Linked DNA regions of Rattus norvegicus: region 2 is linked to region 1. Evidence: chromatin contacts called from public HiChIP or PLAC-seq data. All regions are on one chromosome and are shown on one strand. Each heading gives the region's core, a stretch centred on a gene start, on an enhancer-like site or on the middle of the called end of the contact. The rest is flanking DNA. Distances are from core to core; before and after follow the strand shown.

The links. HiChIP or PLAC-seq counts read pairs in DNA pulled down with a chosen protein or histone mark.
Region 2: a contact with region 1 is called in an H3K27ac HiChIP or PLAC-seq map of oligodendrocytes, with 3 times the contacts expected there. The contact joins the promoter of Hectd4 here to the enhancer-like site in region 1. A contact is called at or near these places in 12 of 12 Hi-C or Micro-C datasets (the A7r5 cell line, the Rat2 cell line, Schwann cells and 7 more) and 1 of 1 datasets of contacts at active chromatin or transcription factors (oligodendrocytes).

Annotation. Positions count from the first base shown.
Region 1 is chr12:40,951,149-40,954,942 of GRCr8, forward strand. It overlaps Hectd4 (HECT domain E3 ubiquitin protein ligase 4), which reads right to left. Exons shown (of 62, transcript XR_010056783.1): 3 at 2,488-2,577; 4 at 1,364-1,494. Among named protein-coding and RNA genes, the nearest start is that of Hectd4, 39 kb to the right of the region's middle. Within about 2 kb of position 1,658, at least 45 of the 93 cell types and tissues checked have an H3K27ac peak or open chromatin away from gene starts, as enhancers often do. A contact at or near this core is called in Schwann cells, where this site is marked.
Region 2 is chr12:40,989,577-40,993,370 of GRCr8, forward strand. Hectd4 (HECT domain E3 ubiquitin protein ligase 4) reads right to left here and starts at 2,008. Exons shown (of 62, transcript XR_010056783.1): 1 at 1,595-2,008.

The DNA of each region.
Region 1 (3,794 bases), core at 408-2,907:
AAAAGAAAAGGAAAAAAAAAAAAAAAAGCTACACAGAACTGTTCTAACCAGAGAGGCTGACACAAAGAGGACTCCTTGAATCCTGGAGATCAAAAACAGCCTGCAGCACACAAGAGCCTGTCCCCAAAAGAAAGGGAAAAGGAAGGAAGAAATGGGGTGGGGTGGAGAAGAGGAAGAAAGAAAATTAGAATAGGAGAAGGGAAAAAGGAGGAAGGGGCAATGAGACAGGGAGCAGAAAAAAAAAATTACGAGTACTCTAAACAACACACCCTCCACCTAAACACAAAAGCAGACACACTAGCCTGACAGCCACCTCAGGAACCCCCCAGGAGGGAGAATAAAGAGTAAAGCCCACACAGAGGCTCGAGCACATTGCTTGAGCACTTCTTGGCGCACACAGCAAGTCGTGTGCTTCTCTGGCAGCCCAGGGCAGAGCGTCCTTGCTCCTCCCCAGCCCTCTCCAGAGAGGGCTGTAAGGGAATGGCTCTAGGCTGGGAGAGGCTGAACAGCCACCTCAGACTGCGCTCAGCCATGGGGCTGACCGGAGGGAGCCTCCTAGAGGGCTGGGAATGAAGAGGTGTGCTGGACAGGCTCTCAATCTATGGGGGATTTTCCTTTCTTATTCCTACTTCATCAGTTATGTAAGTTAGTGACATTGTTATACTGTTATGGTAAGTAATGTCATCATAATAACTGACGGCCAAGAGCAGTGACAGACCCATTAGGAAGCAAAGCTGTGCTGTCCAGGGGGACAGCAGTACACAGTGCTGAACAGAGCTGATGAGCCTGGGTGCTGATCTAAACAGATCCCATGCCAACGCAGAGGCCCAAGTCACCTGAAAAGTCTGGCAAGTCAATCACTTAACAGAGCATCTGCCATTTTTTGAGGAACTCATGTAAAACACGGGTATATGATCCTACAAAACTGTGTAAAAATATCCCAACACTGCCTACATTGGGTAAGGGACTTCACAGTTCAAGCTTCCTTGGGCCTTCTTTTGTTTTAGGACAGGAGGGACCATAAAAGAGCACAGTTAAGGAATAGAAGACATGGCATCATAGGGCGTGTCTGACCCTCTTACAAATGTCCACTGTGGGTGGCTACTGCACCTCTCAAACACTCGGGAGTCAAGTGAAGTAAGCCATGCCACCCTGCTAGGGTCACAGGAAGGCCTTGGCCTGGGACGGTCCCTGAGTGCCAGCCTTCAGACTTGCACTGGCCGAGCAAACAAAGAGCACTCTGTGCAGGATCTTGAGCTTCCCTGGCAGGAACAAGGGGCTGCACTAAAGCATTGGCTGCCGTGATCTGAAACCTCTCTTCTCGCACCCCAGCCTCGGGCCCAGGGCAAAGCCCTTGCGTTACCTTTGTTTTCAGAGCTGGAGCCAGGGTTGCTGTCCGGTGCTGGCAGCATGTCTTCATACCCCCACGATACTATGTGCTTGCCCCCAAGCAAACAGGAAGGGGATCCTGGCCCCCCTTCCAAAAGCAGCAGCCTGTGGGGGTGAAGGAGAACGGTAAGGATCTGAGCGTGTGTGTTCCAGAAACGAAGCCTACTTCCCAGCTCAGAGAACAGACACAAGTGGTTTAAATAGATATGCATGTGAGTGATGTTCACAGTGTATTTTAGTGAAAAATCACAAGGCAGTAATTACAAAGCGCTGGGCCAGGGAGACAGCACAGTGGACAAAAGCACCAGCTCTGCAAGATGAGGCCAGAGTCCAAGCCCTGGGAGCTGTGTAAAATGCTCTTTGGTGGTGCCCGCCTCTAACCCCAGCGCTTGCACACTGAGATCAGAGTGGTCAGGGAGCCTGGAGAGACCCTGACTCAGCACGGTGAGAAGGGGACAACTGGGTCCTGTCTGAGGCTCTCTTCTACACACACGCCACACCCAGGCAGACAAACAAAAATAAAAATTTTAACATGCTTAAAAGATTTCAATTTATCCGTGTATAAGCATACTCATTATATTTCTATTTATTTAGTTTTTTTGGTTTTACGTTTTAGTAATATTGCCTCATGTAGCCCAAGCTAGCCTTGATCTATCTGCCTCTATCTCCCGAAGGCTGGAGTGAACATGTGCCACCACACCTGGCTTTACATCCCCAGCCTAAATATATTATGCTTTATTAAACAGATAATGTGTATGAGGGAGAGAGACAGAGGCAAAGAAGGCCCTGTGTTAGGAGGAACACAGACATAATAATAAGATGGTGAGTGATTTCAATTCCTTCTTTACATCTGAACACAGTCATCTCATATTACAATATGAATTCATTACAGACTAGGACTTTTTTAAATTAAAAAATGAAAAGAATACACTCTAGGAACACTTTCATATCCCTTAGCAGTTAGCGATGATTCTGTATCTATTCAAAGCTATGAATTATTAATTAGGAAGATTTAATAATGTTTGTCCCTAAGAGCCTCTATGTTCTTCTTGTTTGGAAAAACAAGACAACTTATTTAATAGGTAAGGGACAACTTACCTATACAAAACATCGGCGACAGGCAGGGAGCCCAGCTCAGTCTGTCTCTGTAGCAGGTGAACTGTGTGGACAAAGGTCTTCAGGGATCCCCTAGAGAGAAAAGGAAGGGATGGAAAAGCCACCCACACTGAAAACCAAGTAAGTAGGCAGCCAGTGTTGATCTCATTAATCACAGGGCAAGGCTCCAAGACAGTCTCTCTGCTCTTATAGGTCAGAAACTGCACGATTCCCCCACCTTCACCACAACACTGGCTCTGGTAGAATATGAGTAGGCACACACAATTGCAACTGTGGAAGCGTTCTCCTTGCAGTCACAGAGATAAAAATTCCCATGGACACAAAAGGAAAAGCACAAGACTCAAGCACCAAGCACCGAGCACCTGGGAGGCCCCATATGACAGTCTGCGTCTGGTCCCACCTCATCCCCATAGAAGAGGATCTCAAGTCTAACACTGTGGCCAAGCTAATCCGTAATGTTGTTACGTTCATCCACTTCACAGGGTGTCTCACTTGCAGGAGTCACTACTCACTGATTTCCTCATGGTTCACAAAGCTAGAAGCTCTGGGGAGTCTGGGAGGTAAGCAGGATTGAAAAGAAGGGGCTTTCAAGATGCACAAGGCCGACCTGGCAGCACTCCAGGTAACCAACAGCACCTGCCTGGACTAATGACTGTCTGGATCTGATGAGCTGATTCTGCTTGCTGCCTTCTTCTCTTAGCCAGACCTTAATTGGAGGGTATCATGTGCCTAAACCTCAATAGAAATGGAGTACCCAACAGTAGACCTCGTAGGCTCAGGCTTTTTTTAATTTGCTCCTCGGTTCAAAGAACAGGACGAGGCAGGGAGGCAGCGCTGTATAAAGGCACCACCTGCAGCCTGGACTCGCTGGCAGTGAGACAGGGCACTGCCATTCACCACCACACAACTGTCACCTAAGCCCTGTCAATTTTTCTTCCTTCATCTGCTCAACAGGCACAGTGCCCTGGGAGAGCACCAAGACACACAGGGACAACGGCACCAACATTTGGAGAAGGTGAGCCACTAGCTGTACAGCATTCTAGCCTGCTGGGTTTAGTCCCATTTTTAAGAGGAATATGTAAAATTCTTCAATGGTTCTCAACCCATATATGATCTAGGCTAGACCGACCTCATCTCCTATCTCTTCCAGTCTTCCATTACAGTCCAAGGACCCTGCTTCTTTTCCACTTGCTGCGCTCTTCTGTGGGCTCTATGCTGTTGGCTCTTATGCTAGTTCTTTACAGTTTAAATGCTAGGTACCCGGTCAATCCTTCCCCACCTCCACTCAG
Region 2 (3,794 bases), core at 758-3,257, 39 kb after region 1:
GAGAAACAAAACAGCTCTGTTACTGCCAGTCCCAATGTGTATCACTTACACAAGTTCCTTTTGGAGAAGAATTAATTTGTTCTGTCATAGTCTTTCCTTAGCTGTTATGTGTCACTCAGGACACATACAGTAGACATTTTAGGAATGTCAACTGAATAACTTAGGGGTTTTTTTTCTACCTCTTCTAATCTGAAAACTCAATTGTATATGCATCAAACAGTCTGGGCTCGAGGAATTTAGGTTAGTCTGTAAGGAACAAAGAGCACCATGCACTTTCCACCTTTACACAGCAGCGCCCATTAAATAAAGAGTCCACCATCATACCATCAGAGCCCTGCAGTTTTCAGGCGGTTAACTTAGACACACCTTGCTTATTATATAGAATGGGCCCAAATAAAACATAATTGTATTATGATTCCACGTTAGAGATTCTCTATCAACTCCCATATTATCGTGACTAGACTGTAAAATATGCCAATTAAGAGTTCACAGTCGGGGGGTTGGGGATTTGGCTCAGTGGTAGAGCGCTTGCCTAGCAAGCGCAAGGCCCTGGGTTTGGTCCCCAGCTCCGGAAAAAAAAAAAAAAAAACAAAAAACAAAAAAAGAGTTCACAGTCGGAAATTCTGAAGCAACCTCAAAGCCAGACACAAACACAGTGGACCGCATTCGCATCTCAAGCACGTCCCAAAGTCTGGCTGAACGCGATCAGATCTATGCTGTTTCCAGAATCACACAGTAATGGGATTTTACCCCATTACTATAAATGTCAGTGGTAGTGAATATCAGAGTACATGGAAAAAATACAAAACAAAAGATTCCCTGTGCGGGAGGTCCTCCTCTCTGCGGTGTACCCCAGGGACCCCTCCATGCGACAATACGAATTTCACCACACTCCATGGGGAAGCAGGGTCAACATCCACCTGGCCTGGTGGAAAACACGACTGCCAAACATTCCCATCTCTAGGCAAATGCGAAACCGAGTGCAGTCGGTGGAAAGTTCCCATCCACCATATGCACATTTCCTTGGGGTGGATGGGGGTGGTGGGGAACACCACAACTGCTGAGACTGGCTGATGCACCTGCCACCGCTCCTAGACTGGGCTTCTCAGAGACCCCGAGGCGCGCGCGTGTATACACACACACACACACACACACACACTCTCACACACTCGCTCACGCCCGCCCTTGACCCTTCCCAGGCCGCGATGTAGCATCCCTTTCTCGCTGTCCAAACCGCCGGCTTCCCTGACAAAGGCCCTGGTGTCAATCCGAGGCACTGCACAGACAGGTTGCAGAATCGCTTATGGTGGAGGAAGCCTGGCAGCTGTCACTCCAGTCTCCCCAACACACAGGCACGCACACGCACGCACATAAAATCAACACAGGGCTGGGGCCGAAAAGAAGCAGAGCCTGTGCAACCGTTCAAAATACAAAAGGTCTCCGGAGCGCAGGCACCTGGGCGCGCCCGCCAAGAGACTCCCGGTGCGTGGGGGAGGGGAGCCGCCGGGCGGCGGCTGCCGGGGCTCCAGGCCGCGGCCCGAAGATGCTCTCCAGAATCGCACACACCTGCGGCGGCCTGCGGGCTCTTACTCACCTCCAGGTCGGTGTCGGCGGCCTCCGGGGCGCCGAGTATCTCGCTGGGCAGCTCGGCCAGGTCGGTGACCCGGATAAGCCCGTCGTGCAGAAAGATGGTCTCCTCCTTCACCGAGAGCCACTGCGCCGAGTCCGCCGCCGCCGCCGCTGCCGCCGCCGCCGCGGCTGCCGACGAGCCCATGGTTAAGAGAAGGCGCTGCGGAGACCCTGCCGCTTCAGCAACCCATGGCCGACCGCCGCGCCCGCCTCGCCCGCGCGGCTCCGCCCTAGGCGTTCCGCACCGCCATCCCTCCACACGCCAACCCCGGCCCGGGAGACCCCGGCCCCGCCGCCGCCGCCGCCGCCGCCGCCCTGACGAGCAGGATCCGCCTCTGCCGCTCCGCAGCCAACTGTCAGTAAGACGCCATCTTGGGGGCGGGGTTCCCGGCATGCCCCGCGGGGTGGACAATACAGGCCCCGCCCTCCTGTCTGTCTAGCTCCGCCCACATCCCCGGCCGGCTTTATAGCCAAGCTGCTGGGGCTCAGAGAAGCCCCTTCCCATGCTATCTGAGGCTGTCTGTGGCTTCGAGAGAAGACGACCCTGTTCCCCATCCCTCCTTACTCAGATGTGCACCCTTTGCTCAGGCCAGAGCTCATTCTGGAAGGATTATGGAGGGTCAACACTGTTATCTGTTAAATGAGAGAGAGATTCAGGAGTCTTTCCTAAGACGTTGGGTAGTTCAGTCTTAGAGGGTTAGCCTAGAATGCCTGAGGTCCTGTGTTCCATTTACAGCACAATAAGTAAACAAACAAAACAGACCTGGTGGTGAATGCCAACTGTCCTAGTGCTAGGAAGACAGAAGTGGGAGGACCATTGCAAGTTGCAGGCTAGCCTGGTCTACATATCAAGTTTCAGGCCAATCTGGGCTACATAAGGTGTTACAGGCCAGCTAGGCCTATGTAGGCCCCCCCCCTTTTTTTTAAATACATAAAACAGTAAGGAAATTATATAAAATACTGAAGGCTGATATATAATGGACATTATGCACTTGGTCATGAGAACTTGATAAAACTCACAGTCAATGGTTAGTATTTACAGAAAAAAAAAAGTACAAAGAAACAACTGACATCTGATGAAAATAAAGTGTCTATCAATGAATGCCCTTCGGCTGGAGAAATGGTTGACAAGTTGACACTGGTTGCTCTTCCAGAGGACCGGGGTTCAATTCCCAGCACTCAGAGGGTAGCACACAACCATTTATAACTTCAGTCCCAAGGGACCTCGCATCCTCTTCCGGTCTCCAAGGTCACTGCATAGATGTGGCGCATACATGCAAGCAAACATTCACATGCATAAAAAAAATTAAAATTAAAATTAAACAAAAGCGATGCTTTCCTTCCAGCTCCCGGCTTTTTAATCATGCTCCGTTAGTGAAAATGACAAGCTTTGTCATCTTCAACACTGACATGCACCTTTCCAAACATGTGTACTTACCAGGCTTGCCTTTAACCCCAGAGCTCAGGAGGCAGAAGCAAGATGACCTCTGTGATTTCCAGGCCAGCCAAAGCTACATAGCTCCAGGACAGCCAGGCCTGCATAGGGAGACCCTGTCTCAAAAAAACAAACATCCAAAAGGATGTGGCTATCTAGCTACCTCTCACACATTCAACAAGTGTTTCGTGATCCCTTCTGCCGGACCCTGTTCTTGGTGTGGGGTTTTACAGACACAAACGCAGCAAGAATACCTGCTCTTGTGGAACCTGCAACCAGATGTGACAGAATGGAGCTGACATGCACCTCAGTGATGCAGTGATGCTCGCTTAGCATGCACACCCCATTCCCCTAACCCCCCCATCCCCACTGCACAACATCATTCCCTATCTCTGTAATCTTGGCACTCTGAAGATTCAGGCACCAGGATCCAGAGCTCAAGGTCGTCCTTGGCAACATAGCAAGAGCAAGGACAACCCAGACTATGTGAGACCCCGTCTCAAATCAGCAGCAACAGCAAGAATATGGAGCCAATAGCTCAGTGGTAGAGCGCTTACCTAGGAAGCGCAAGGCCCTGGGTTCGGTCCCCAGCTCCGAAAAAAAGAACCAAAAAAAAAAAAAAAAAAAATGGAGCCAAGCCACTCCTAGTATGCCTGTAATCTCAGCATTCAAGAAGCCAAGACAAGAGGAGAACCAGGAGTTTGAAGCTAGCCTGGGCTACACAGTGAGA